Linked DNA regions of Rattus norvegicus: region 2 is linked to region 1. Evidence: chromatin contacts called from public Hi-C data. All regions are on one chromosome and are shown on one strand. The core of a region is the stretch at or near the end of the contact, and the rest is flanking DNA. Distances in the headings are between cores, read along the strand shown. Region 1 has its middle 44 kb from the start of Mgll. Region 2 holds the start of Abtb1 (ankyrin repeat and BTB domain containing 1).

Evidence for each region. Hi-C and Micro-C count contacts between places; a contact is called where the count stands out from the background.
Region 2: a contact with region 1 is called in a Hi-C map of liver, with 2.6 times the contacts expected there. The contact joins the promoter of Abtb1 here to the enhancer-like site in region 1. A contact is called at or near these places in 2 of 12 Hi-C or Micro-C datasets (Schwann cells and liver).

What each region holds. Positions count from the first base shown.
Region 1 is chr4:122,701,627-122,708,256 of GRCr8, reverse strand. No RefSeq gene overlaps it. Among named protein-coding and RNA genes, the nearest start is that of Mgll, 44 kb to the left of the region's middle. Within about 2 kb of position 3,961, at least 2 of the 93 cell types and tissues checked have an H3K27ac peak or open chromatin away from gene starts, as enhancers often do. A contact at or near this core is called in liver, where this site is marked.
Region 2 is chr4:122,859,588-122,866,217 of GRCr8, reverse strand. Abtb1 (ankyrin repeat and BTB domain containing 1) reads left to right here and starts at 3,429. Exons shown (of 12, transcript NM_001005902.1): 1 at 3,429-3,550; 2 at 4,420-4,482; 3 at 4,555-4,610; 4 at 5,603-5,747; 5 at 5,867-6,026; 6 at 6,127-6,172; 7 at 6,385-6,501; 8 at 6,589-6,630. The coding sequence starts at 3,495. It overlaps Podxl2 (podocalyxin-like 2), which reads left to right. Exons shown (of 8, transcript NM_001106607.1): 6 at 104-165; 7 at 1,603-1,782; 8 at 2,323-2,742. The coding sequence ends at 2,532.

The sequences.
Region 1 (6,630 bases), core at 2,712-5,211:
TGACCCCTGGCCTCAGAATGTGGCAGCAATGTTCCCTCTGCTCAGGGATCTCATGACCAAATCTTCATCTAAAAGAGCCCAAGGGACAAGCAGGATTAACTTTTTTTTTCTCTGAAAGATCACTTGCAGACATATTCTGGTAAAAGGTCAGACCTGTAAGATAGGATAATGTCCAAAGATAAGACAAAGAAAAAAAAATGAACTTGGAACACAGGAAGTAAAGGTGTCAGATCACCAGAACCTTTAAGACAAGGGAGCAAGGTTTCAAAGTCCTAGGGCTTAAGACCCAATCACATGTCATACTATGTGACTGCACAAGGAAGGTGTTTCTAAAGTCACAAGGACTCAAATAACACATATCTTCTATATTTAAACCTCTGCTCAGGAGTTGTAATAACAAAGTAAATAAACTGACAAAAGGGGACCAGAGCTAAGCGTGCCAGCTACGTGTGAGCCAGGAGAAACAGAGTCGGGGGGCGGGGGACAAAAAGACAGAGAAAGAGAGACAGAGACAGAGAGAGACAGAGACACAGAGAGAGGGAGACAGATAGAGAGACAGAGAGACAGAGAAAGACAGAGAGAGACAGACAGAGACAGACAGAGAGACAGATACAGAGAGACCGACAGACAGAGATACAGAGACAGACAGACAGAGAGAGAGACAAAGAGACAGAGACAGAGACACACACACAATGAGAGAGAGAGAGAGAGAGAGAGAGAGAGAGAGAGAGAGAGAGAGAGAGAGGAAACGAATCCTGCAGAAGAGTGGAGATTCATCAGCAATGTGGGCAGAGGTGCTAGGCCCACTGGAGCTGCAGGTTCTTCACACTGGGTCTGTAGGTCCCAGAGCAGGGAGCTGTGGGGTTTTTTTTCTGTTAGTTTTCATTTTATTTTATTGTGCAGGAGGTTGAACTTACAGCATCTACTGAGCTAAGTCCTGGAAACTGAATTTCAAGTGTCAATTTCTCCCATTCTTTAGCCTCATGTTGAGGAATATGTTTTATCTGATCACTTCCTAGAAGCAAAATTTTGGTTACAAGTGTTCTGTCTTAGCCTCTGTGGTCCAGTGGGGTCACTGGCAGGATCCCTTAATGGGAGCGTTTATTCTGGTATCCATTCAGCTTCTACCACACACCAAGCTACTGTTTGTCTTCTAAGCTTCTAGTCTACGTTCACCACAAAACAGAGGGAAATCACTACCTCAGGGAGTGGGGGAGGGGGAGGTTTTTCCCTTCTAAAAGAATCACTTGACCATCAGGAGAAAAGGTATTTGTTTTATATTTGCATAGGCTAGTCTCATTCACAATTACAAGTGAAGGGATAAAAATGGTAATAGTTTGACCCTCTCCTGCTCTGTTCTCTTCCCGGTTCTTCCCTCTGTCCCTTCTTTCCCCAACCCCACACACACAACAAGAAAAGCATAGTAACATTTTTATAAATATCAAAACAGCAGTAGTAAAATAACAAGGGGCTCAAAGGGACGGAGTTATAGGAGTTTAGTTTGAGGAGAGTAACCGGCTTTGTTTCCAATTCAGGATTGGACAGTTCTTATTGCTCAGGGCAGATAGTTGTTCTGGGTCTGAACAAAGGTTAGTTTTTACAAAGGAAGGCTGGGAAGGAAGAAACAAAGAGCTAAAGACCTGATTGCCTCAATGTGACTTTCCTTGTAGTGGGGGTGGGGGGTGGGGGGGTGGGGAAAGTAGCTGCTCAGTTAACTTAGGACTTCAAGATCTGACACTGGCCTGTTCTGAACTTTGGCTGTTCTCTCGCTAATCTTGATTTCTGCGAGGTCAGATAAACAGCTTCCTTCCAGTTTAGGGATGAGGATCTTTTTCGCCTGGTCTGTGAAGGAACTTAGTCCAAAAAAGAAGAAAAATAGTGGCTTTCTGTTATTTTTCACCTAATACATGTGGAATGTGCACGAAGAAAACACATCCTCAGAGGCTGGAGAACTGGAGAAATGGCTCAGAGGTCGAGGGCATTTTCTGCTCATGCAGAGACCAACGGTTGCTTCCTAGCACTTGTTAAAGTGGCTAACAATGTTTGTAACTGCATTTAAAATCTCCAATAGTCAATCATTTCTGCAGCTTTTTTTTATTCGTGTTTATGTGTGTATGCCTGCTTATCTCTATGTGCACCACATGCACGCACATTCCCTTGGAGGCCGGAGAGTGTGTCAGGTCCCCTGGGGTCTGATCATGAGTGCCCTGTGAGTGCTGGGAACTGAGCACAGGTTGCCTGGAGACTGGCCAGAGCCATTGAGCCATTTCTCCAGCCCCTCAAGTACTTAATCTTATCATTTTAATTTTCATCTAAGTTAATATAAACTTCTTCCATTATCAAAAACTGCTTAATTTTTTTCTTTTTTCCTTTTAAATCTCTTAAAAATTTAAAGATTTATGAGACAATATTTTAGCTTATTTTCCAAACACCTAGTCTTTTTATCTATCAGAATTTATTCAATAGCTCCATGGATTTATTACACTGTACTTAACATGCCCTCACAGAGTCAGGACATAGTGGCCACACTGTTCCCGTGAAACAAGCCTCTGTCCTGTGGCTGCTATGGCTGCTGTCTGTGTCCACAGAGTCACCTCTCTTCTCTATGGCTCTCTCAAAATATTATTAAAGTCTTTTTAAATAAAAAAAATTCTCATAAAGTGAAAAACAAAATACAGTTAAACTTACTTTAAATTAAAGCAAAAGTCAAACCTCCGAAACACCCCATCAAAGAAGAAAAGTTTTATACCCCGAGCGGGTGTTATTATACCTCTGAAGATAATATACACAATGAAATAGAAGGGTTTGCATTTAATTTGGTTTTTAGTACCTGATTTTAAGAGCAAAATAAAAACGTGTGAAATTGGAGAATTGCTGAACTTAAGAAAAATGGTTTTTAATCATATGTTGGTCCTAAAAGATTTCTCTAAGGTTATAAAACTGAGAATTGACTTGTTACAGGTTTTGTCTGCATGTCCCAAGTCTGTATCGCGGATCTTCCCTGCTGTGTTTAGTTTGTATTTCTATTACCTCGAGAAGCATGTGTTAGCTGTAGTCTAAGTTTTCACTCTGTCAAGTATTTTAACATTTACATTTAGTTTCATAAACATTTTTCCCTAGTTGCCTGGTTTTGGGTCTGTGTTTATATGACTTCAACGTTTCTGTTTATATTACACAACACTGGTGTTTGGACCACATTTTCTACATTGCTAAATTTAAAAAGAAAGTTAAATCTCATCATCGGTTCTATTTATGGTCAAGTTTTTTTTAATAAGAAGCACCATATGCAGTATGTCTTGTGCGTCTTCATCATAATCAATATCCAGTTTCCTTTCCGTTTGAACTCCCTAATTCTCTTGGACCTCACCTAGGACAAGGCCTGGTGGCACAGGCCTGTGATCCCAAGTCCTCAGGAGACTGAGGTAAGACAATCATGAGTTCAAGCCACCCTGGGCAACTTAGTGAGACCCTGTCTCAAAAAGTCAGAAGGGGTCTGGGGATGCAGTTCAGTAGTAAGCATGCACAAAACCAGGAGCCCTCAGGAAATACTTGCTTTTACGCACTAATGCCTGGAGAACCTCCACAACCCAGCAGGCAGAAAGGTTGATTTCTCTGTGTAAATCTCCGGAGCACGTGTGTGTGCCTTACACGAACTGTTCTTTACCCCTCTCCATCTGTGCACGGTCAGTGCTGTGAGTGCTACCAGAAGGACTCTGCCCACCCTTGTACTGGCTCACGGTTATCGCGTATGTACTCCTTCACCTTCGCCTCATAGCTTTCCTCTGGAATTGGGTCTGGCTTCCCTCTGCATCAGAAGTCAGATCGCCAGTCAAACGTGCCTGGTTTATATGTGCCTAGGTTATTGATAAGAACTGATCATAACGGTAGCACTGCCAGAACCTTAGTGTCATCACGTCAGAATGCAGCCAGATCCACTGAGTTCATTCCACATTGCACAACATGCTTGGAAGTTCTCTTCTGCCCTTTGGGTTCCATTTTCCTCCAGACCGTTCCATGCAGTTCTGTGTACATCTCTGCTGATGTGGACCTGCATTTGCATACCGTCTTACTCTCTGTCTCTCTGTCTGTCTCTCTCTTGTGTTGTGCATGTGTGTGTCTCTGTGTGTGTGTGTGTCTATGTGTGTGTCTGTGAGTGTGTGTCTGTGTGTGTGTCTGTGTGTGTGTGTCTGTGTGTGTGTCTGCTGTCTGTGTGTGTGCGTCTGTGTGTGTGTCTGTGTGTGTGTCTGTGAGTGTATGTCTGTGTGTGTGGCTGTCTGTGTGTGTGTATGTCTGTGTGTGTGTCTGCTGTCTGTGTGTGTGTCTGTGTGTGTGTGTCTGTGTGTGTGTCTGTGTGTGTGTCTGTCTGTGTGTGTGTCTGTGTGTGTGTCTGTCTGTATGTGTGTGTCTGTGTGTGTGTCTGTCTGTGTGTGTGTCTGTCTGTGTGTGTGTCTGTCTCTGTGTGTGTCTGTGTGTGTGTCTATATGTATGTGTGTGTCTGTGTGTGTCTGTCTGTGTGTGTGTCTGTCTGTGTGTGTGTCTGTCTGTATGTGTGTGTCTGCGTGTGTGTCTGTGTGTGTGTCTGTCTGTGTGTGTGTGTGTGTGTCTGTGTGTGTGTCTGTCTGTGTGTGTGTGTCTGTGTGTGTCTGTCTATGTGTGTGTCCAGTGCTCCACCCCTGAGCTACACCCTCAGCCTCCAGTTCTTTCTCTGCAGTTTGCACATGTTCATGGTGACAGCCATATGCTCCAATTTGTTGTCTCTGCTCCTTTGCTTCTTGTCAATCTGAGGCTTGAGGGCTTTGAGCTACGTAGGACAGCACTGAGCCTGTTTGGGGGTTGAGGGGTCAGCTTTTGTCAGGGGTCTGAACACTGCTGTTTTCCAAACTTTCATTTTGTGACTAACACTAATGGACTCCCCTTTCCAGGGATGTGTCCTGTTCCTCTGGTTCCAGGGATGTGTCCTGCTCCTCTGGCCTTTGTGTTGTTTTTCTCCACGTAGCCAAGAGCCCTCAATTGTCCCTTCTAGTGTCTAGTAGAGACGAGCACATTTTTCATTCTGAAGAATTTCCCTTCTTTCCCTCCAAAGCTGCATATTTATACTCCCCTTTCACTCTTCAGACCAGAGGACAAGAATGTTCCTTGTCTCTCCTGCAGAAGCAGCTGGAAGGTAGACAGGCAGTTTAAAACTCCTTCAGCACAATGCCTGGGTGGCCATTTGACATTTTAAAAGCTAGACCTTGGTGCCCAGGCTGGATTGGTAGGAACAGAAGCTACAAAATGAGGAGGGTTGGGGATCTTAGCAAGTGAAAAGAGAGTTGCAAGGGGCAGGGAGGTTGGAGATCAACTTTACAGCCAGATGTGTACAGCAGGTGTGAAACCCAAGCCAGGTGAACTCTGTGGGGAGCCTGTCCATCACATGGTGTGCTGTGATGTCCAACTATCTGAAAATGTCAGTAACCTCTGCATCTGACAGACTGTGCTGGTTATCAGCTCTTGTCCCAAGAATAGGGGCAGTGTGAAGAGAAGGCAGCAAGAGCAAGGACAGCAGGTGGGAACAGTAGAGAAGGGATCTCACAGTCAAGAATGAGCAGGGAGCTGGGGAATGCTGACTGAGGAGTCAGCTGTGGCAGGCGACACACAGCACACCAACACAGCTGCAGATGGGTAAGAATAAAGGTTACAATGTTTCCTTGAAGTGAGGTTTGGGTCACATTTACATTTTCATTGTTTTGCTGTGTAAAATTGTAGTTGTTAACACTTCCTAAATTATTTAAGTGGGTTTAATTGGCCTCTTATACACACTTTTGCTTAGGTAAATGTTAATGAGATTATACGATTTTGAGAAGTTCTTGCAGGTTTTTGTTGCTTTCTTTTGAGATAGGATCTCACTATGAAGCCCTGGCTGGCCTGGAACTCACTACTATAAATAGACCAGGCTGGCCTCAAATTCCCAGAGACCCATCTGCCTTGGCCACAGTCCAGCCACCATACCCGTGTTCTCTCGGTATTTTAGTGCCATAAAATTTACATACAATGAAATCTCAGGCCTGAATTTGCAACTAAATTTGCAACTTAGTATGTTTTGACAAATCTCTATATATACCTCAGCAGTAGCTAGTCAGACCTCTCCCTTATCCCAAAGTTATTTTATTCCAACCTCCACTGCAAGTCCTAGAGCCCCCTGCTGACAGAATCTTGTATGCATTGTGTGCTCTCTTTATATAGATGATTTTCACTTATATATTTTGAGGTCCAAGACACATCTGTGCTTTGGTTCTTTTTCACCACCAAGTAGTATTCCATTGTATAGATATGCATTCCTGTTGCTCAGACTTGTGCTGCTTCCTGTTTTTTGCTATTCTGTATGTGCCTTTGAGTTGTTTAGCTTTCTGTCTATATAACCAAGATTTAAAGTAATTTCTTATTCATATAAGAGGGTTTTCTTGTTGTTCACAACTTTGAAAGATACAGTCCATGATTGATTCGACTTTATTAATAGTTTTGGGCCAATGTGGTTGAGCAAAGCCATTCATATCATGACTGAGAGAATGAGGAAGAGCCTGGACCCTGCTCTCCTTACAAAGTGACATAGACACTAGTATCTATTCTAGTGACTCTAGACTCACTTATTAA
Region 2 (6,630 bases), core at 2,180-4,679, 160 kb before region 1:
AGAAGGGCAGCAGAGGAGGCTCAGGATGCCTGTCGCAGAAGAAGGGTTGGGTGGTGTGGAGACACCTCAAGATGCTGTGGTGATTATGGCATTTTCCCTCCAGGGGTGGTACCCACTCAAGATGTCCTTTCCATGCTCAGTGGCATCCGCAGGAGTCTGGAGGAGGTAAGTTAGGGACTTGACCTGGCAGTCACTGAAGCATCTTCTAATGTTCTTGGCTCTCAAAAAGTGCCTGGAAGAATTTACAGCCCGTTCCAGGACAGGGGTGCATGTCAGGGCTCTGGCCATCCCACAAAGAGCATGTGCAGGTTACTACCCAAGCAAAAGGATTGCACACCCCAGGCCATGGTAGAGCGCCCATGGAAGAGGGAATTAAGTGGGATGGTGTCTGAAGTATCATGGGGAGCATAGTGGAGGGGGAACAAGACACACGCTGCCCCTACCAATGCTTCTCCAGGGGAACCCGAGGTGTGGAGATGCCATGAACTGGAAACAGCCCTCCACAGTTAGAGTGGCCCTCATCAGATGTGGTCTTCTGGCCCCTGCTGGGCTACAGAACACAAGCTGGAGGTCTGGATACCCAGGATTCCACATGCAAGGGAGCTAAGTGTTTCTAGCCTACACTCAGTGTTTATACTAGATTCTCCTTTGGACCCCCTCTTCCACTCCATGGGGTCGTAAGGATTAACTGAGGGGAGAGGCAAAGCCCAGAGCCATCAGGTCCCTTGCCTAAGACCAAGCCTGCCAGATGGAAAGCTGTTGAGTTGCTGAATGACTCCCAAAGCTCTTGTCACAGAGCTTTGGACCTCCACCTCATGTCCCTACACCTCAGGTTCCCCTGGAGCAGCAATGGTAGAGGCAGGGCCTGTGTTGTTCCTCCTCCACCAGGTCCTTCATGATCTCCAAATCTGGGCTCAGGAGCACAGATGGACAGTGGACCCCTGCAAGGGTTTCACACAATGCAGGGAAGAGCTGAAGCCCAGTCCCTGCTCCAGGGCTCACTGATAACACTCACCTTCTTTTGCTCCCTCCCTTCACCTGAAGCTGGACTGTCGGGGAGCTTTCCCACTGGGGGAGAAGCCAAGCTAGCCAGAGCAGCCCACAGTAGGGAGGCACATGCCATCTGTGATCTTACCTCTGGGAAAGGGAAGAAGCTTGAGACCCCAGCTGCAGTTGGCATCCCCACAGTGGCCCTTGAGGCCCGGCCTACCATGGATGGCCAGAATGACATTACCTTACCCCTAAAGAGGAGGCTTGCTTCAGGGCTCTGACTTTGTGTTGGGAACTTGAGTCTCCCAGATGCCTTGTTGCTTTGTGAGACTGATGGGGACAGGTGTGGAGCCTCATCTCTTTGGGTCATGACTGCCACGTCTCAGTTCTGTACAGAGCCATAGCTGGTGCATTCAAAGTTGGGTTGGAGCAGAAAAACAATGAGGATGTGAGAGGGCTGAGAATGTGGCCAATGGGAGAGGCTTAGATGAACCAATAGGGACAGAACGGTGTGTCCCTCAGCACAGGTCCAGGAACCAGGGCTGTCATGGGCATTAACTCACCCTCGGGATGTTACTTTCCTGATGCCTGGTCCCATACCCCCACCCTCAGATTGGCATCCAGAACTACTCCACCACCAGCAGCTGCCAGGCACGGGCCACCCAGGTGCGCAGTGACTACGGGACACTCTTTGTAGTGCTGGTGATCATTGGTGTCATCTGCTTCATCATCATTGTGCTTGGCCTACTCTACAATTGTTGGCAGCGTCGGCTGCCCAAGCTGAAACACGTGGTGAGTAGGCTAGGTAGGGCTTGGGAATGAAGGGCAGAGTGTGGCTAGTATCAGCCAGTGCTATCCAGTAGCCTCACCTAGAAACCTATACCAACTCAGTTGTGCTCAGTGCCAGGCTGGGGCCTGCCATCTACCTCTCCGAGCCTGGTACTATGTCTTCCAGGAGATAGAGTGTGTGTGTGTGGGGGGTAAGTTTCACCAAGGGGTTCCTCCTCTTCTCCAGCTCCTCCTAACCCTAGTGCCCCACTCTGCAAGGCTTGAGAGCAGCTGCTCCCCTCCAAGGGCTCCAGCAACCTGCACAAGAGAAAGGGGCCAGGCATGCCCTGTTCATCCTGCCCCAGCGCAAGGGCTTTGAGTTTTGGGCAGACCCGTGTGTAATTCGCTGTTGAAAGCGGTGACACCAGGGAGGTCACAGGGTTTGTTGAGTAGAGGTTTAGGTTTGAGCTGCAGGCACTTGTCTCCTGGGCTCCAAGGGGATACCCTGGGGGCTTGGCGTAGCCAGTCACTGCGCGCGCCCAGCGCTCTCTCCTGCTGCTGCAGTCGCACGGTGAGGAGCTTCGCTTCGTGGAGAACGGCTGCCACGACAATCCCACGCTGGACGTGGCCAGCGACAGCCAGTCGGAGATGCAGGAGAAGCAGCCCAGCCTGAACGGTGGGGCCATCAACGGCCCGAGCAGCTGGAGCGCGCTCATGGGCAGCAAGCGCGACCCTGAGGACTCTGACGTGTTCGAGGAGGACACTCACCTGTGAGCGCCGGGCCACGGGCGCGAGACTGCCAGACGCTACGGCCCCGCGCCCCTCCCGTCCCTCCACGCGGGTCACTACGCTTCCCCACCGCAGCAGGCGACCGAGGCGCAGCTCCCACCCCGCCCCGCCCGGCCCCGAGCGCTTGCCCGAGGCCAGCGCGCTCCCCGCGCCCGGACTCCATTAAAGCCGCCAACACGCGCGGGCCGCTCTGCCTCCACGCGTGTTTCTTGCCTCCGGAGGGCCGCACTCTTGGGAGTGGGTGGGAAGGGCCTAGAGGAGTAGGTGGGGCACGGGAGGCTGGCTGGGCGGGGCCAAGAGCTGGTGGGCTGGGAATTCTCAGGAGTTAGTGATCATGGTTAGGGACGTGTGGGAGGAGTGTAGAGGGTGTACGGCCTTCTGGGTGGAATCCAAGCCGGTTGGGCTGAACTTGAAGTAGGCCGGGAAAGGTCCTGGTGGGCGAGGCCTCGGCCTGATGGGCGGGACCTGAACCGGGCAAGTTAAAGGACGGACAAGCGTTGTTAAGGTTCAGTATTCCAAGCCTGGGGGGTGTGGTACTGTCTTCAGAAAAGATCCCGCGCAATGTGGGCGGGGCCTATAGCGGACTGCTCTTCCAGAGAAGCTCTTCCGAGGGGGCGGGGTCTTGGTAGTGAGCTAGTCTCCGGGCGAGGGGGCGGAACCTGGGAGAATTGAGTTGTCTTTTAGACGAGTGGGCGGGGTCAAGACTAGAGGTCCCCAGAGGCTAAGTGGGTGTGACTAAGGTTAGTGGGTGGGGCCTTCGGGAGCGGCCTTCTGGATGCGACCGCCTGGTTCGGGCCGGACGGTCCTCCGGGCGCCAGGCGCCGCTGCGGAGCCACAGGCGGGCAGTGCTAGGCCGTGCCGCGAGGGGCGGGGCGGTGAGTGTTTACATCCGGCCGGGCACAGACAACTCCTGAGATCGCTCGGCCGGGGGTCCAGCCTCTTTCGCCATGGACACTAGCGACCTGTTTGCCAGCTGCAGGAAGGGGGACGTGGGCCGTGTGCGGTGAGAACCTGCAGTGCAGGAGGCGGGCAGGCGTCCGCAGGGCTTGTCGGGCACGGTGTGCGGTCGGGCGCTGTGGGGCTCCAGAAGCTGACCGAGCCTAGGGAGATCGGTCTCCAGGACCCTTAACTCGGTGCAGGGAAACGACTCCCCTCCGTGGAGGTTCCAAAAGATGCAGGCGCTGCTGGTGCAGCTACTTACGAGCCTGGCACCGAGATCCTGGTCTCCGTGGGCAGGCAGAGAGGAGAAAGGGTCCTGGCCCTTACTCTTCTTTGATAGACTCTTTTCTCCCATGGCCCTTCCTTCCAAATCCCCTGGTCCTCATCAGCGGTGTCCAGACTGCAGCCCTCTCCGAAACCCTCCTTAAGTCTGTTCCCAACACCAGATGCCACCTCAGAGTTAATGAACCTTCCCTCAACTTGAGTGCAACTCAGAGAGCTCGGGTCTTACCTTGAAGCTTCCTTGGGCTGTGGTGTTCCAGAGATGGCTTCCTGGTTCATGACCTCTTCTCTTCAACATCTTACCAATTGTTATTTCCACTTCTTGCATAGATCTGTCCTGTTCTCCTCTCCCCAAGTCCTGCACCAGTTTTCTTTTGGTTTCCTTGCTGTCGTCTCCCCAGACTGAATTAGTGGCCCATTACCTTCTCCCAAATATTACAAGACCAGTTTCTCAGCCTTCTGAACCTAGGGCTTGATGTCTTGCCACTACCCAACTCACAGTTGCAGACCCATGCTGGCCTGTGTAGTTCCAGGCCTTGCCCTTCTCAGATGCATCCTTAGCCCAGAGAGAAATGGCCTCCTTCCCTTTCCTGGTCTCTTCTCTCTTATCTCAGAAGCAGTTCTGACCCAGGCTTTGAACTTCCTGCCCAGGTACCTGCTGGAGCAGCGAGACGTGGAGGTGAACGTGCGGGATAAGTGGGACAGCACCCCTTTGTGAGTGTGAGCGGTGGGGTAGTTGGGTGGGCAGGGTGGGCCTACTCTACTGACAGCTTCCCCCTTTCCTAGGTACTATGCCTGCCTCTGTGGGCATGAGGAGCTGGTGCGCTACCTGTTGGCTAATGGTGAGAGCCGGTCAGGGTCTGACTGTCTGTCAGCTCTGAGACCTTGCTACACATTTGTATGCACTCTTGATTTCTTGTTAACTCCCTAAAGTCAACAAATGGTACTCTCTAACACTCTGCCCACTCTCTCATGTCACCATTGACACCCAGGCTAATTCTGGGGCTGTCTCTTATGCTACACCACCATTGGTCTGCTAAACTGACCCTTGGACCTCCATGTTTGCAAGCAGGAGGCTCTTTCCACAGCCAAGCTGATGGGAGTGTAGAAAGGAGTGTTTGGGATAAAAGCACTTGGGCATGGTGGCTCACACCCGTAATTAAATTATTGAGCGAGAAGAAAGTCAAGATGGGGATTATCTTGAGTTTAAAGCTAGTCAAGGCTACATTGTGAGACCCAGTCTTTCCTCCTCTGGCCTTGCCTTCCTTGGCTCTCCCACCCACTGGCTCCCCATCAACACTTGCTCCTTAGTCCCCCACTAGACCAACCCATCTCCTACCTCAGGGTCTTCTCAGTTGCAATACCTCCTGCTTAGACTGGAGTTCCTTCTTAGTGTATCTCCCACTTCTTTTAAGTCCCTGCACTGGCCTTCACAGCCTCCCCATGTGGCAGCCAACGCCATAGTCATCTTTGGTTCTGTTTTGTAATAATGGCAGCTGTCACATAATAAAGTACTCATGTGCCCCACTAGTGTAGGTTCAGTTGAGGCAGTCATCAAGATGGCTGATTACAGGGCCAGCCATTCAGTCTGCTTTTAGCTGCATATAGTCCAATATTTGCATATGCATTCATGCATATGTCTGTGTCTAAGTGCACAGATTGTATGTATGCCCTTGGCCTTCCCAAGGACCGAAGGGTTGCCTGGGCCACCTTAGCAAGGAAGGGCCTCTAGGGCTTCTGGGCCCTACATGTTGGAGCTGGGGAGGAGGGGAGGCCAGAGATTTCCCTACACTAATTGTCTCCTTGACTCTGACTGATGAGTATTGCTTCGAAGGAGCACGCTGTGAGGCCAACACCTTTGATGGAGAACGGTGTCTCTATGGAGCGCTGAGCGACCCCATTCGCCGTGCACTGAGAGACTACAAACAGGTCACTGCATCCTGCAGGAGGCGGGATTACTATGACGATTTCTTGCAGCGGTGAGCAGGGGGCGGCACTTGCGGCGCATTCTCAGTGGGTTCACGTGGGTGGGTGTGCTGAGTGGTCTTGGTGTACCAGCACTTACCTGGGTGACGCAACCCTCCCTGGCTTTTCCCAGGCTTCTGGAACAGGGCATCCACAGCGATGTGGTCTTTGTGGTACACGGAAAGCCATTCCGGGCCCATCGCTGCATCCTCGGTGCTCGCAGTACCTACTTTGCCAACATGCTGGACACCAAGTGGAAGGGCAAGAGCGTCGTGGTTCTCAGGCACCCCCTGGTGCGTCCCTCTGCCTTGGGAGAGAGTGCCAGCTTCTGGGAGAGAAGTTAGTTCATGCTGGGTGGTAGCCTCTGACCTTTCCTTTCTATTCTGCCTGCAGATCAACCCGGTGGCCTTTGGGGCTCTACTGCAGTATCTGTACACAGGTGACTGACTAAGCCCCTGGGCTGGGACAGCAGCAAACCCAGTGTGGCCCAGAGTTGAGGAGGAGTATGCCCAGCATGACTTAACCTGTTGTTTGGAGAGAACAGGTCCCACCCACAAATTGAGCAGGTCTTAGGTCCTCCTGGATGAGGAAACCAAAGTATTGAGTAGGAATCATTCTCAGGTCCTGACTCGGTCCTCTAAATCCCCCCAGGCCGCTTGGACATCGGTGTGGAGCATGTAAGTGACTGTGAGCGCTTGGCTAAGCAGTGCCAGCTATGGGACCTGCTCGACGACCTGGAGGCTAAATGCGAGAAGGTGTCTGAATTTGGTGTGTACAAGGTCTCAGTCCAGGGTCTTAGGTTACAGCCTGCAGCTCTGGTCTGGCTCTCTAATTCCTTGCCGTCCTCTCCCGCAGTGGCTTCCAAGCCTGGCACATGTGTGAAGGTGCTGACTATTG